Regions from separate parts of the Ovis aries genome. Here region 1 is linked to region 2. A link is a contact called in public Hi-C data. All regions are on one chromosome and are shown on one strand. Each heading gives the region's core, a stretch centred on a gene start, on an enhancer-like site or on the middle of the called end of the contact. The rest is flanking DNA. Distances are from core to core; before and after follow the strand shown. Region 1 holds the start of WIZ (WIZ zinc finger). Region 2 overlaps LOC101119041 (ultra-long-chain fatty acid omega-hydroxylase).

What was found. Hi-C and Micro-C count contacts between places; a contact is called where the count stands out from the background.
Region 1: a contact with region 2 is called in a Hi-C map of mixed tissues, with 3 times the contacts expected there. The contact joins the promoter of WIZ here to the enhancer-like site in region 2. A contact is called at or near these places in 5 of 16 Hi-C or Micro-C datasets (blood, liver, mixed tissues and 2 more).

What each region holds. Positions count from the first base shown.
Region 1 is chr5:7,531,535-7,538,720 of ARS-UI_Ramb_v3.0, forward strand. It overlaps WIZ (WIZ zinc finger), which reads left to right and starts at 3,258. Exons shown (of 11, transcript XM_060416257.1): 1 at 3,258-3,411; 2 at 4,816-5,079. The coding sequence starts at 4,875. It overlaps RASAL3 (RAS protein activator like 3), which reads left to right. Exons shown (of 18, transcript XM_015095775.4): 16 at 1-138; 17 at 634-697; 18 at 804-1,340. The coding sequence ends at 947.
Region 2 is chr5:7,436,491-7,442,859 of ARS-UI_Ramb_v3.0, forward strand. It overlaps LOC101119041 (ultra-long-chain fatty acid omega-hydroxylase), which reads right to left. Exons shown (of 11, transcript XM_042249752.1): 9 at 5,819-5,883; 10 at 4,393-4,475; 11 at 2,760-3,807. The coding sequence ends at 3,630. Among named protein-coding and RNA genes, the nearest start is that of TRNAW-CCA, 67 kb to the left of the region's middle. Within about 2 kb of position 3,466, at least 10 of the 54 cell types and tissues checked have an H3K27ac peak or open chromatin away from gene starts, as enhancers often do.

The DNA.
Region 1 (7,186 bases), core at 2,008-4,507, 95 kb after region 2:
GGTGGCTGCCCTGCGTCAGGATCTGAAGATGCTGTCCGGCCTCGTGGAGTCACTCAGCACCCACATCCGGTCCTTGAGCGAGCAGCAGGAGCAGCTTCGGACCCAGCTTCAGCTTCTAGATTCCAGGCTCCGAGAAGGGTAAGCCCCGCTCTCCCTATTAGCTCCGCCCCAGGCGGCCTTACTAAAGAGAGATCGGCTCAGGCCCTGCCTCCCAGTAAGTCCACCCAAATCACGCCTGGCACGGCCACGCCCCCTCCGTAAGACCCGCCCCTACACATCTAAGACCCGCTTCTTGATCACCTCCATCCACCCCAAGTCTCTGGGAGGTCCTCTCGAGCAGTCCCTCAGTCAGCTCCTTCCAGACAAGTTGGGACAGACCCGTTATGTCTTAGTCTGGGCCCGCCCCTATCCTGCTCACGACCTCACGCAGGACTGGTTGATTGGTCCTTTCATCGCAGCCAGTCCAGGTTCTAATTCAGCAGTCCCTTCTTCAAACGTATCTAGGCCCCACCCCCAGGCTGGATAAACCCCACCTCCATCTCAAGCTCCGCGCCGGAGTCCCTGACTCCAACCAGGAGCTCTAGGGGAGTCTCTCAGCCTCTGACTCTTTCCTTTCACCCGTAATCCCTACAGGACCGTGAAGTTGGATCCAGGGCGCGATCCTTCAACCAATGAGAGCCACAGGCTGAAAAGTCTGGTGAGACCCATGCCCGAGCCCTGGAACAGATTTAGGTTGGGTGAGGGAACACGAGTTGGGATGCAACCCTCACCCGGCTCTGAGTCCACTGCTGCTGCCTCCCCAGGAGTGCCGACTGGCTGAGATAGAGAGTACTCAGGCCCAGCTGAAGGATACCATCCAGAACCTGCAGCTTCTTCCCAGGACATCAGAGTCCCAGAGCCAGTCCCTGCCTCTCAAAGCTCCCTGCATCAACGGAGACACCACTTGAGTTGCCCACTCGGCCGACATGCTTTGGGAGCAGAGAGAAAGCGTCTAAGGGGCCTGTCCACCCCCTGCCTCAAACCCACGTGGCCTATAGTAGGGAATGGAGCTGTAGGTGCCAAACAGTCTGGCACTGTCAGGTTGCCCAGTAAAATCTTGATTTCAGTAAAAATCGATGGTTTTTTTTGCCCCTGAATTTTGCCAATCAGAAAGCAAACTCCATTCCCTCAATCCAGCTCTCTCAAACTCTCCCCTAATTGCAGATTTCAGGGGAGTGGGGCGATGCAGGGAGATTCTCACCAGCTGTGTGACCTTAGTCCCTCACTTTCTCAGAGCCTGATCTCCTCATTTGTAAAATGGATTTAAAGTTCCTCATACAGTAAAAGACCTATAGTTTAAAGTGTTTGATAAAAGGTATTGGTCATTGTTAGCGGTAGCAGCTGATTCTCTGTAAAGCCCAGATCTCATCTCCACTAATTTCCAGATCTCAGATGAGAGCATCTTCTGCTGCTGCTGCTTCTGCTAAGTCGCTTCAGTCGTGTCCGACTTTGTGCGACCCCATAGACGGCAGCCCACCAGGCTCCCCCATCCCTGGGATTCTCCAGGCAAGAACACTGGAGTGGGTTGCCATTTCCTTCTCCAATGCAAGAAAGTGAAAAGTGAAAGTGAAGTCACTGAGTCGTGTCCAACTCTCAGCGACCCCATGAACTGCAGCCTACCAGGCTCCTCTGTCCATGGGATTTTCCAGGCAAGAGTACCGGAGTGGGGTGCCACTGCCTTCTCCAGAGCATCTTCATAGCACTCCAATTCCAACATTGGCTCCTTGATTCAGTGAGGGCGTGGGTCTAGGAGACAGATGAAAGAAGGAGTGGGTAGATATGTAGAAAGTTAAGCTGTGTGTGTGGTGGTTGAAAAAATGAATGGGCACTTGAATCATGAGTAGGTAAATGGGTGAGGGTTAGGGTGGATAAGACAATAGGCAGATGAATAGGTTAGCATTTGCTGGATGTTTGCCCTGGTAGGTGAGTAGTTGAGTAGGTGGTTAGCTGGGATGGGTATGTCTGTCTAGGAAAGACCTGGTTCATAGTAGGAAATAAATATTTGAATTGAATGAGTAAGCAGTTATATGTATTACATGTACATTTGTTGAGGTATCCTGAGACTCTCAGGCTGTGCAGTGGGGAAACAATAATGAACTCCACAGACAGACTCTTGTTGCACTCTAGTGGAGAAGACAAACATGCAATTGATGGATTGGTATTTGGGTGGCTATCTTCCCTATTGGCTCAAATGGTAAAGCAGCTACTTACAATTCGGGAGACCTGGGTTCCATTCCTGGGTTGGGAAGAGCCTCTGGAGAAGGAAATGGCAACCCACTCCAGTACTCTTGCCTGGAAAATCCCATGGAGTCCATGGTGTCACAAAGAGTTGGACACGACTAAGCGACTTCACTTTGGGGTGACTGTATGAAAGGATTATGTGCAGAGATGGGTGGATGTTTGCTTGGTTGTATGGATAAGTAGGTATTTACATAGGTAGTGGATGGATGAGTAGGTAGATGGGAGGTGGATGGTCATTGAGTGAGTGTTTGAATGGATGGGTGGCTAGATGGATGGATGGATGGATACGTGGTTGCAGAGGTGGACGGCTAGGTGGTTAATCGATTGGATGGGTAAATGAGTGGTTGGGTGTGTGGGTGAATGGGTGGAGAGATGAATGGGTAGTTTGGACATGTGGATAGGCGATGGGTGGGAGAAGTAGCATTGTGTACATTATGGGGTTGTCCAGGCAACTGTGATCTTGCGGGTTGGGCGGAAAGGGGGACTTTGCACTAGGGACCTAGGCCAGCTCTAGGGGCATGAAAGTACTGAAGTCCAGTGTAGGTAATGGGGAAGGAGGGAACAAGCTCGTGGTTGGAAGGTAGCAAGGGTCTGAAGGCTAGGGATTGGCCATGTGGAATCCCCAGTGACCTATGAATGACCCAAGGGGAACTTCTCTGCCCCCTCCCCACTCTTCCGGTGCTATTAGCGGACCTAGCATTGGAAGAACCAGTGGGGTGATGAAGAGCCATTGGGGACAAGAGGACAAGAGTGTTGTCATGGTAACAGAGCCTCTCCCTGGACTCTCAGGTCGCGCGGGCCCTTTAAGGGTCACCCTTCTGGCCACTCCCAAAATGGCGGCGCGCCTGCTGGCTGCCCCCCCACCGAGGTGGCGCGGGGGGGCGCCCCAGACCTCCCCATCATGGCGGCGCGGCGGGGCTGTCGCGCTGAGGTCACGGCGGCGCGCCGGGGGGGCGGGGCGGCGGGGGGAGCGATTTAAAGGGACAATGTCCCCCGAGCGGTGGAGGCGGCGGCGGCTGCGGAGGCCGCGGCACCGGCACCGGGAGCCGCAAGGGCGGTAGCGGCAGCGACGGCCGCACCAAAGAAGGGAGCGCCGAGCCCCGGCACCCAGCCGGCGGCGCCGCCTCCCCGGTGAGGCCCGGCCCGGCCTGGGGAGCCCGCGGGCGGGGCGGAGCCGGCACGGGGAGGGGGAGGCCCGGGCCGGGCCGGGCCAGGCGGGACCCCCCGGGGCGGGGGGCGGGGGCGGGGCCTGTAGGGGCGGGGCCTGGTCGGGGGCGGGGCCGCACAGGTTGGGGGGAGGAGCGGGGGTCTTGGGGCAGGTGTCCCCCACCCAACCTCGGCGCGTCCCGCGGGGTCTCCCGCCCCGAGGTGCACGGGCGGAGGGCGCATCGCGTGGACCCTGGCGCCCCGAGGGGTGTGCTGGCGCGGCGCCGCCACCACCCCTGCGACCCCCGGGGGCGTCCAGGAGGGAACCCCCTTCCCCACGCTGCCAAAGTGCTCCGAAGTTGCGGTCCCGCCCGTTCCCCGCGGGCAGTGCCCACCCGGTGGGCACCCGCAGGTGGTTCCTCGGGGCCTGGGCAGGGACCCCCACCACAACGGCCAGTCCACGGATAGGCCCCCTGGGAGCCCCCAGGCCCTCGAGGGCAGCGCCTGCAGCCAGGCCTGGAGCCCCGGCCCCGCCCCGGTTGCCTGGGATCGGCCTCCCTACCATCTCCCTGGGGAGGGCGCCTCATTCCTGCCCTTCACTTTCCGCCGTTACCTTGAAGGTATTTATAGGTGGAGAAGACAGCCCCCACCCCCCATGGCCTCCCCAGGGTCCTCATTTCTGGACCAGGAGCTCCATCCTTCCCTTTTGCCCGCAGACTGGAGAGATCTTGGGAGGGTGGGATGGAGGAACCCAGGCAGGGTATGCATGAGGGGTAACGTTGGGGTGAAGCAAGAGGGTGAAGGCTGGGGTCACTTGCGGCTGAGTGTGAGGGTGAAAGGGTTAATGCTGGAGAACCCTAAGGTTGTGTGTGGAGGCAGGGTTGGAGTGTGGGAAAAGTGAGGGGTAACTGATCTGGGCAACAGGAGTGAGAAAAGTGCAGGGGTAATGATGGGGGGACTTGAGACAGTGTATGGGATCAGAGTGTAGCAGTGCTGAGGCACGTGCATAGGATATACACGTGCATGGAAGTGAGTTCACAACTGGGAAAAGTGCAACCATGAATGAATGAAGGGAGGCATCTAGGAGAAGTAATAGGTTTAATGCTTCAAGAAAGCAAGGTGTCTGAGCGTGAATGCTGTAAAGTGGGGGAAACTGAGGCAGTGCAAAGAGAGGAGTTGTGGACGAAAGCCGAGGTGTGCTGAGATTAGAGACCACTGAGATCAGTGTGTAGGGATAGGGCCTCAGCACTGTGGACTTGCTCATCTGTGCTTGGGGGGTAAACTGAGGCACCAAGCCACAAGGGTGAGGACAGGGACTTTGAGGAAGCAGAAATTGAGGCAGAATCCCTTCCAGCCTCCCCTGAGCACCTGTCTCTCTACCCCCACCAGACCTACAATGCCTCACTGAGCCGGGCCAGCAGCTGAGTGGAGCCAAGCAGAGAGCATCTATGGATGGGCCCCTGGCAGGCGGCCTGGCCGCCCCAGATCGTCCTCGAGGCCCTGAGAGACTGCCTGGCCCAGCGCCAAGAGAGGACATCGAAGGTGGGGCCGAGGTTGCTGAGGGGGAAGGTTGCATCTTCCGGTCTACCCATTACCTGCCTGTCACCAAGGAGGGCCCTCGAGACATTCTGGATGGCAGAGGTGGCATTTCTGGTAAGAGGGTGGGCCCTGTGGCCCTGATGGGAACATCCAGCCAGGTCCCCAAGGCTCAGAGAGGGCCGAGTCACCGAGCCCATCAGGGCCTGAGTTGGGATTCTGAGTCTACCTGGGTTCAGAGCCTTTGCCTTCTGCTTAGTTGCCCATTTTACAGTTGTGAAAACAGAGGTCTCGGGATCTAATGACCTGACCAAGGCCCACCCCAGTGGAGAGCAAGGAGCTGGGACTTGACTCAAGTCTGCCTGGCTTCCTTCTTTGAGCATACTAATGGGGTCCAGATGCTCAGCTTAGCACCCCTGAGCTCCCCTCCCTGAACCCACTTGTTCTCCAGGCATGCCCCCATTCCGGTCAGTCTATTCCAGTTCCATCTTGCTGCCCGGTCTTGGTGAGTCCCACTTCTGAGCCAGGGGCCCAAACAGCTTATGCCCCCTAGTGGCCGGGGAGAGACTGGGTAGTCAGGGATGACAGCCATCCCTTTATGCCTCTGTTTCCCAACAAAAGGGGATCTTGCACCATCCCCACCTAAAGACTTGTCATTCCTTTATTAAATACTCAGCAACTACCATGTGCCAGGCTCCGTTCTAGCTGCTGGGGATACAGCTGTAAGCAAAAGCGACAAGAGTCCCTGCCCTCAGGGACCTGACGTTCTAGTCGGGGAGACAGACAAGCAATTATACAAATAACATACGGGCAGGTAGTGACAGGTGCTGTGAGGGTATTAAACAGAGTGCCAGGATCATGCCTGGGGGAACCTGGGAAAACCTCCCTGAAGGGGTGGAATTTGAAACAGCAGGTGCAGAGGCCCTATGGTAAGGAGGAGCCTGGTGTAGTCAAGGGCCAGGCAGGAGCCTGGTGTAGCTAAAGAGTGGTGGGTGCGGTGTAGGCTGATGTACTCTGTGTGTCCCTTCATCTCCTTGGCCTGCTCTAAAGGCCATGGTTTCTAGGAACGTCCAAGCACCTGATCATGGGTCTCCTACATGCCAAGCCCTTCATGTGATCATCTCCTGTCATTCTCAAAAGAACTGTGTGGGGTAATCTTGGTCATTATTATCCAGTGTTAGAGATGGGGAAACTCAGATCCTGAAGTGTCAAGTCAATTTCCCAAGGGCCCGCAGCCAGGCAGTAACCTGGCTTGACAGCCCGCATACTTCACCACCACCCTATGTCAGGGCATCCTTGACCTGCTCCAGCTCACCTTAGTGAGGCTCGTGAAGCTCAGTTACTTACAGAGCATGGCATGCTAACCTCCTTGGAGCTGGACACTGGTGCGCAGCCAGGGACCAAGCGTACACTCCACGTACGCCCCCGCTGGACCCTGCCATCTGGGGTCAGACAGACAGACAGACCAGCCACCAGCTGTTAAGACATAGTTGCAGAGGTTGCAATGGGGAGTGGCCAGGCTGAGGGACACCCCGGAGTCCTGGCTGAGGCACCGTGAGTCAGGCAGGGGGCAGGGGACATCCAGACGGGGCTCCACACATGCAGCGGTGTAGAGGTGACTAGTGGTACCCAAAGGTGTCATGCAGGAGCACGAGAGGGCAAGACCCTGTTCAAAGAACCATATCCTCCCCCAAACTGTTAGGAACCAAGGCCCAAAGAGAGGCAAGACCATGTCCCAGGTCATGCCGCTGACCAGGGCAGGTCCAGGACTGTGACTCTGTGGGAGTCCTGGGGAACGGACTTTGGGGCCTAGGGCCCTCTTTGGATCTGACTCTGAGGAACTGGGCATTCTGCTCTACCTGGCAGAAGTTCTGAGGACTTCCCTGCTGGTCCAGTGGTTCAGACTCCACTCTTCCACTGCAGAGGGTGTGGATTCGACTCCTGGTCCAGGGAACTAAGATTCCCATGTGCCACATGGTGTGGCCAAAAAAGAAAAAGAAGAATTGCAAGTCTGGAGAGAGGGAGCAAGTAGGTAGGTGGGTAGGTGTGTGCTCACTCCCCCTGGGGAGTCCACCAGGGTCCAGGGCACGTGCCTGGGGAGGAGGGGGGTTGTGGTTGCTGACGGGGGACAGGTCTACTCCTAATGGTACAGCTGAGCATCTGGGGCATGGGGCGAGGGCTTGACTTGGGGTAGGGTCATGGCCTGGAAGGTGGAGAAGGATCT
Region 2 (6,369 bases), core at 2,216-4,715:
ACTCCTTTCCGGGAAAAGGGGGCTAGAGACCCCGCCAGGACAAGGAGCCCGAAGCACAGGGTAGAAAACGACTCCGGGCCCCCTCTAAGGTCCCAAGGACATCGTTGTATGATTCGGGGTGAGTCGTTTCATTCTGGGGAACTCAAGTTTCCACCTCCGTGAAACGAGACAGTGCGTGTGTGCACAGTTGCTAAATTGCCGGAGACTCTTTTGTGATCCCAGGGATTATAGCCCGCCAGGCTCCTCTGTCCATGGAATTTCCCAGGCAAGAATACTGGAGTGTGTTGCCGTTTCCTCCTCTAGGGGAATCTTTCCAACCCAGGGATCCAACCCTTGTCTTCTGCTTGGCAGGCAGATTCCTTACCCCTGAGCCACCTAGGGAGCCCAAAAAGAGATAATAGCAGCACCCTTGAGAACTAAATGAAAATATCTGGGAAGGGCACACAAGCAGTATTCAATCGACTTATACCTCATTATTAATTTGGAGACACCAGGGCTTGGTCCTTGAGCCCCTCCTTCATGTCCTCACAAGCTCGCCAGTGTGTAGAGGTGCAGACACAAGCACACACACACACCAAGGGATCCCTCCTGGCCCTGAGGCTTTCTAAACATCTAAACACTGAGCCTCCCCAGATGTACGTCACCAGCCCTGGACTTGTCCAAATTAAGAACCCATCTGCTCAACTGGCCAGGTTGACTTCTCCAACTACCCCAGCCCAAACAAACATGCTGATCTCAAACCACCTCCCGCTTCCCGGCTGCCCCCCCTCACCCGCCCCTCGCCAAAAAAACACGCCATTTGGGATTCTCCATCTCAGTTGGTAGAATTTCCATCTTTCCAGGTGCTCAGACCCAAACCTGGTCTTCCCTTATAGCTCAGTTGGTAAAGAATCCACCTGCAATGCAGGAATACACCTTCAATGCAGGAGACCCGGGTTCGATTCCTGGGTCTGGAAGATCCCCTGGAGAAGGAAATGGCAACCCACTCCAGTATTCTTGCCTGGAAAATTCCATGGACAGAGGAGCCTGGCGAGCTACAGTGCATGGGGTTGCAAACAGTCAGACACAACTTGGCAACTAAACCACCACAGACCCAAACCTGGTGTTGGCCCATTCTCCCAAGCCTCACATTCCATTTATCTGCAGACCTGCCAGTATGACCATCATGAAACAGTCATTTCTCATCATAATCCAACCGCCGCTCGTCGCCTCTATAGCCCCCAGCTTGGGCAGAGCCACCATCATCTCACCACCCCACCACCCCCCCCACAACCAATCTGATTTCCCTCATCCCATCCTCACCACAGTCTCTATTCAACATAGTAACCCACGACTGTCAGATAACATTTTTTTAATATTTGTTTATTTATTTGGCTGTTCCAGGTCTTAGTTGCAGCACGTGGAATCTTCAGACTTCTGTTTTGTGCCATGCGGAATCGCTAGTTGCAACCTGTGAACTCTTAGTTGTGGCACGTGCTATCTAGTTCCCTGACCAGGGATCAAACCCATGTCCCTGCATTAGGAGCATGGAGTAGTCTTAGCCACTAGACCACCATGGAAGTCCCTGTAAGACAAATCTTGTCCCTCTTTTGCTCAGAACCCTCCATGGCTCCCGATTTCTGTCACAGTGAAATTCATAATCCATCCAGTGACCTCCAAGGCCGTGTGAATTTACTTATTTATTTGCTTGTTTATCATCTGTCATCTGTTTCCCCCACTACCACCAGCGCCAGAATGTCAGTGATGCAAGGACTCAAACACTCCCTGGCTCACAGCAGATGCTCAGAAAAATATGTGATGAATTAATGTGATCATTGCAGTCACTATCATCGTCCCATCTCTACAGGAGGTGGTGCAGTAGTAAAGAATCTGCCTGCCAGTGCAGGAGGCACAAGGCACTTGGGTTCAATCCCTGGGTTAGGAAGATCCCCTGGAGTAGGAAATGGCAACCTGCTCCAGTATTCTTGCCTGGAGAATTCCATGGACAGAGGAGTCTGGCAGGCTACAGTCCACGGGGTTCCAAAGAGTCAGACACAACTGAAGCGACTTAGCACACACACACACACACACACACACACACACACACACACCCTCTGCATAAAACCTGTACTGTGACACCCTTCTCCACCCTTCTCCATTCCAGCCCCACTCCCCAGATCCAGCCACCCTAGTCCTTTTGTGAGTTCCATGAGCACACCACACTCTCTCACCCCAGGACATTTGCAGATGCTGTTCCTGCTTCCTGGAAAGCACTTCGCTCCCTCCTCAACACTCAACTTCTACTCCAGGTTCAGCATCAGAGTAGCTCTCCTTGAGCCACCCTCCATCCCCTGCTATGCTTGCCCAGAACCAGAGCCTCTCTTTTGCAGCACTTCTCACAGGTTGCAAATACATTTACCCATGGAATTATTTGTCCAACACATGTCCCCCATCCTCCTGAGGGCAGGGATTTGCCTGCTGTCGTGCTCTCAGCCCAGTGCCATTGGACACTTACTAAGCAGTATGTTGAAATAAGGGGCTTCCCAGGTGGCACTAATGGTAAAGAACCCATCTGCTAATGCAGGGGACAAAAGGGATTTGATCCCTGGTTTGGGAAGATCCCCTGGAGGAGGGCATGGCAATCCACTCATTATTCTTGTCCAGAGAATCCCATGGACAGAGGAGCCTGGTGGGCTACAGTCCAGAGCGTCGCAAAGAGTCGGACACCACTGAAGAGACTTAGCACACACGCACGTGTTGAAATAAACAAATGCACAAACTGTCCCCAAAAGCCCAAGTTTATGTCAGAGGACAAACGTCTTCCCAGCCTCCTAGCCCACAACTTCCCAGCTGTCCAGGACCCCTCATTTCCTTGCTGGAATCCAGGTGTGAGGATCTGATCTGGCTAGGGAGTGGGTGATGGGAGCTGTCTGCACCTTTGCTTATATTCTACAAAATTCAGGACACTCGCCTAAGGGGTTTTGAGCAAGGGAAGAAGGAAGGGGCTTGAGAGGGAGAGTCTGGGCTTACAAGTCAACAACAAACATCCTGGGCTTGAGAGGGAGAGTCTGGGCTTACAAGTCAACAACAAACATCCTGGGCCCTGGGATGCAGCCTCGGGAGTTCATCCATGTGAGCTGGGGGCCTCAAGAAAGTGATGGTCAGGGTTCTGATCTCAGGCTCCAGTTTCCACGTCTTCAATTTAAAAGCGGCCGAGATCTGAGGTAGACTGGGCTCGTAGCCTAGAGGCCTGAGATATCTAACCTTGGTCCTCAGAAGGTTCAGTTGGTGGGGCCTGAACATCGGAATCCGAGAGATGCTGGGGCGGGGCCTGAGCTCGAGGGAATGTGGCCAATCCTGGTTCCTCAAACAAGAGGGCGGAAACTGGCACTCAGGAGGGCGGGATCTCGACCTCGAGGGGCGGGATCAGACCCTCCAGAGGCGGAGCCTTGCCTTGAGTGGGTGTGACCTGCACCATCAGGCTGCTTAACGGTCCTCCAGGAGCAGAGCCTTCCGGGGGGCGTGGTCTATGCCCTCCTGCTCTTGGGGCGGGGCCTGGTCCCTCGGGGGCGGGACCTAGGCCTCTCTGGGCGGGGCTTGGGGCCCCGGGATCCGCAGGGGCGCGCCGACCTTCAGGGGCGCGCCGACCTTCAGGCCCGCGGAGGCAGCGGCTCCACCTTGAGCCAGATGCCATTCTCCGTGCGCAGAATGAGCTCGGGCTTCCTCCGCACCTTGCGCGTTCGGTCCACGCTCAGGCGGAAGCGCAGTAGCGTCAGCGCCACAGCCACGCGCATCTCAGCCATGGCGAAGCTCTGTCCGATGCAGTTCCTGGTGGACGGAGGACAGAGGGCTCAGGCTCAGCCGCTGTGTGAGCGGGGTCCCTGGGATGGGGCAAAAGGACCTCCCCCTTGGAGCCTCAGGGTTTCCTGGGTAGCTCAGACGGTAAAGAATCTGCCTGCAATGCGAGAGACCTGTATTCGATCCCTGGGTTAGGAAGTTCCCCTGGAGGAGGGCATAGCAACCTACTCCAGTATTCTTGCCTGGAGAATCCCATGAACAGAGGAGCCTGGCGCGCTACAGTGCATGGGGTCGCAGAGAGTTGGACATGACTGAACGACTAACACACACTGGGAGCCTCAACTCCCGGACAAAGGCATCGTAGAGCCATTAAGAGCACATGAGCCCAGAACTCAGGGCTTGGCACAGAGTAGATATCTGATACCCTGGGTGATATCGTGATATCGTAGGGTCTGATTTGGGGGCTTCTTGATGTATTGAGGGCACGAAAAGGGTACCAGGTTGGTGGACAGGACACCCCCAGTGGTTTCTGCTCCTAACAGGCACATCCCTGACCTTCCACTGGCCTTGATGTTCCTCCTACACTTCACTTGGATTGGGGGAAATAAAAGTTACCTTGGTCCTGCAGAAAAGGGCACGTAAGCCAATGGGGAGCGCTGCTGTGGGTTGTCTGGATCAAAGCGATAGGGGTTGTACACCTAGGCAGAAGTAGATTGGGGGTGAGTTCTGGCTGTCCCAGCGTTGGTTCCCTCCCTCAGCCCCTGGGGGCCAGACCAGCTGGACTAAGAGGTCCAACCACACCTGCCTCCTTTCCATTTCCACCACAGGACCTTTGCACTGGCAGCTTCCTCCACATGGGACACAGGTTTCCCTGCTCCTCACACTTTAAAGTGTGAACATTTTCCGTTTTAGCTCACCCATCTCTTCTTTAGTAAGGACTTTCCTCACTGTGTGAGCTAAACTGCTGTCCCCCAACACAGGTCAGTTTTTGTTTCCCTTGTGTGTGTATCACAGTTCAAAATGATCTTATTTATTTGCTTATTTTCCTCCTCCTCACTTCACTGTCTGCTCTGTGAGAGCAAAGACAGAGTGCCCCAGAGGGCCCTCAGTGTCCCATTCACAGTAGATGCTCAACAAAGATATGTTGGGGTTTCCCTGGTAGTCTTGGACTCCAAAATTACTGCAGATGGTGACTGCAGCCTTGAGGTTAAAAGGTGCTTGCTCCTTGGAAGAAAAGCTATGACCAACCTAGACTATTAAAAAGCAGAGATATTACTTCACCAACAAAGGTCCATCTAGTCAAAGATATGGTTTTTCCAGTAGTCATGTATGGATGTGAGACTTGGACCATAAAGAAAGCTGAGCACTGAAGAACTGATGATTTTGAACTGTGGTGTTGGAGAAAACTCTTGAGAGTCCCTTGGACTGCAAGGAGATCCAACCAATCAATCCTAAAAGAAATTAATCCTGAATATTCAGTCAAAGGACTGATGCTGAAGCTCCAACACTGTGGCCACCTGATGCAAAGAGCTGAGTCATAGAAAAGACCCCGATGCTGAGAAAGATTGAAGGCAGGAGGAGAAGGGGACGACAGAGGATGAGATGGTTGAATGGCATCACCGACTGGATAGACATGAGTTTGAGTATGCTCCAGGAGTTGGTGATGGACAGGGAAGACTGGTGTGCTGCAGCCCATGGGGTCGCAAAAAGTCAGACACAACTGAGTGACTGAACTGAACCCTGGCGGTCCAATGGTTAGGACTCCGCACTTCCACTGCAGGGAGCATAGGTTCAGTCCCTGATCAGGAAACTCCCACATGCCACGCAGTGCAGTCAAAAAGTTTAAAAAAAAAAAAAAAGATTTGTAGATATAATGAATTAACAATGAATGGGGGAATGAATGGTGGGTGAGGAGAAGAACTCAAGCCCTGCATTCAGCCCTACCATCTGGCTCCCTGGGGAGGAGGAGAGGGGAGGCCTTGCTGACCAAGGTCTTAGGAGGAAGAAGCTGAGAGAAGGGAGGGTTGGGGCAGGAGCTCACCTTGGAGTCAGGCCACACTTCAGGGTTATAGTGGGTCCCATAGATGCTAACCAGGCAGATAATTCCTGTGGGGAAGGGGAGGGTCAGTGGGGTCAGTGGAAATGAGAGAAACTAGGACCTCCTCTGGAGACCTATCCCTCCCCCAGCTCTCTCCAGAGCCGCACAATTCCCACAAGCCATCTGCCACTCCTTCCTGCCCATCCTTCCTTAAAAACTTTTGCTTCACCATCCACTGCCTTGCTTCTCCATTAGAGGTCCCCATAGCCTTCTTCCTAGCTGTCATCCTGGCCACACAGGGATCTTACTCACACACCTGACATTGCTCCGCCACAGCTCAAATACCTCCCGTGGCTCCCTACTACCCTGAGGATCAAGTTCAAGTGCCTCAACTGTACATTCAACTTCTTTCACTATGTGTATTCTGAGGCTCTGCTCCATAAACATGTTCCCTCTTCCATTTCCCAAGGCTCACCTCTCATGTTCCCTCTTCCAGGCAGCCCTCCCTGCATTCCATGCCAGATACCGTCATCGCTCCTTATCTGGGGCTCTCC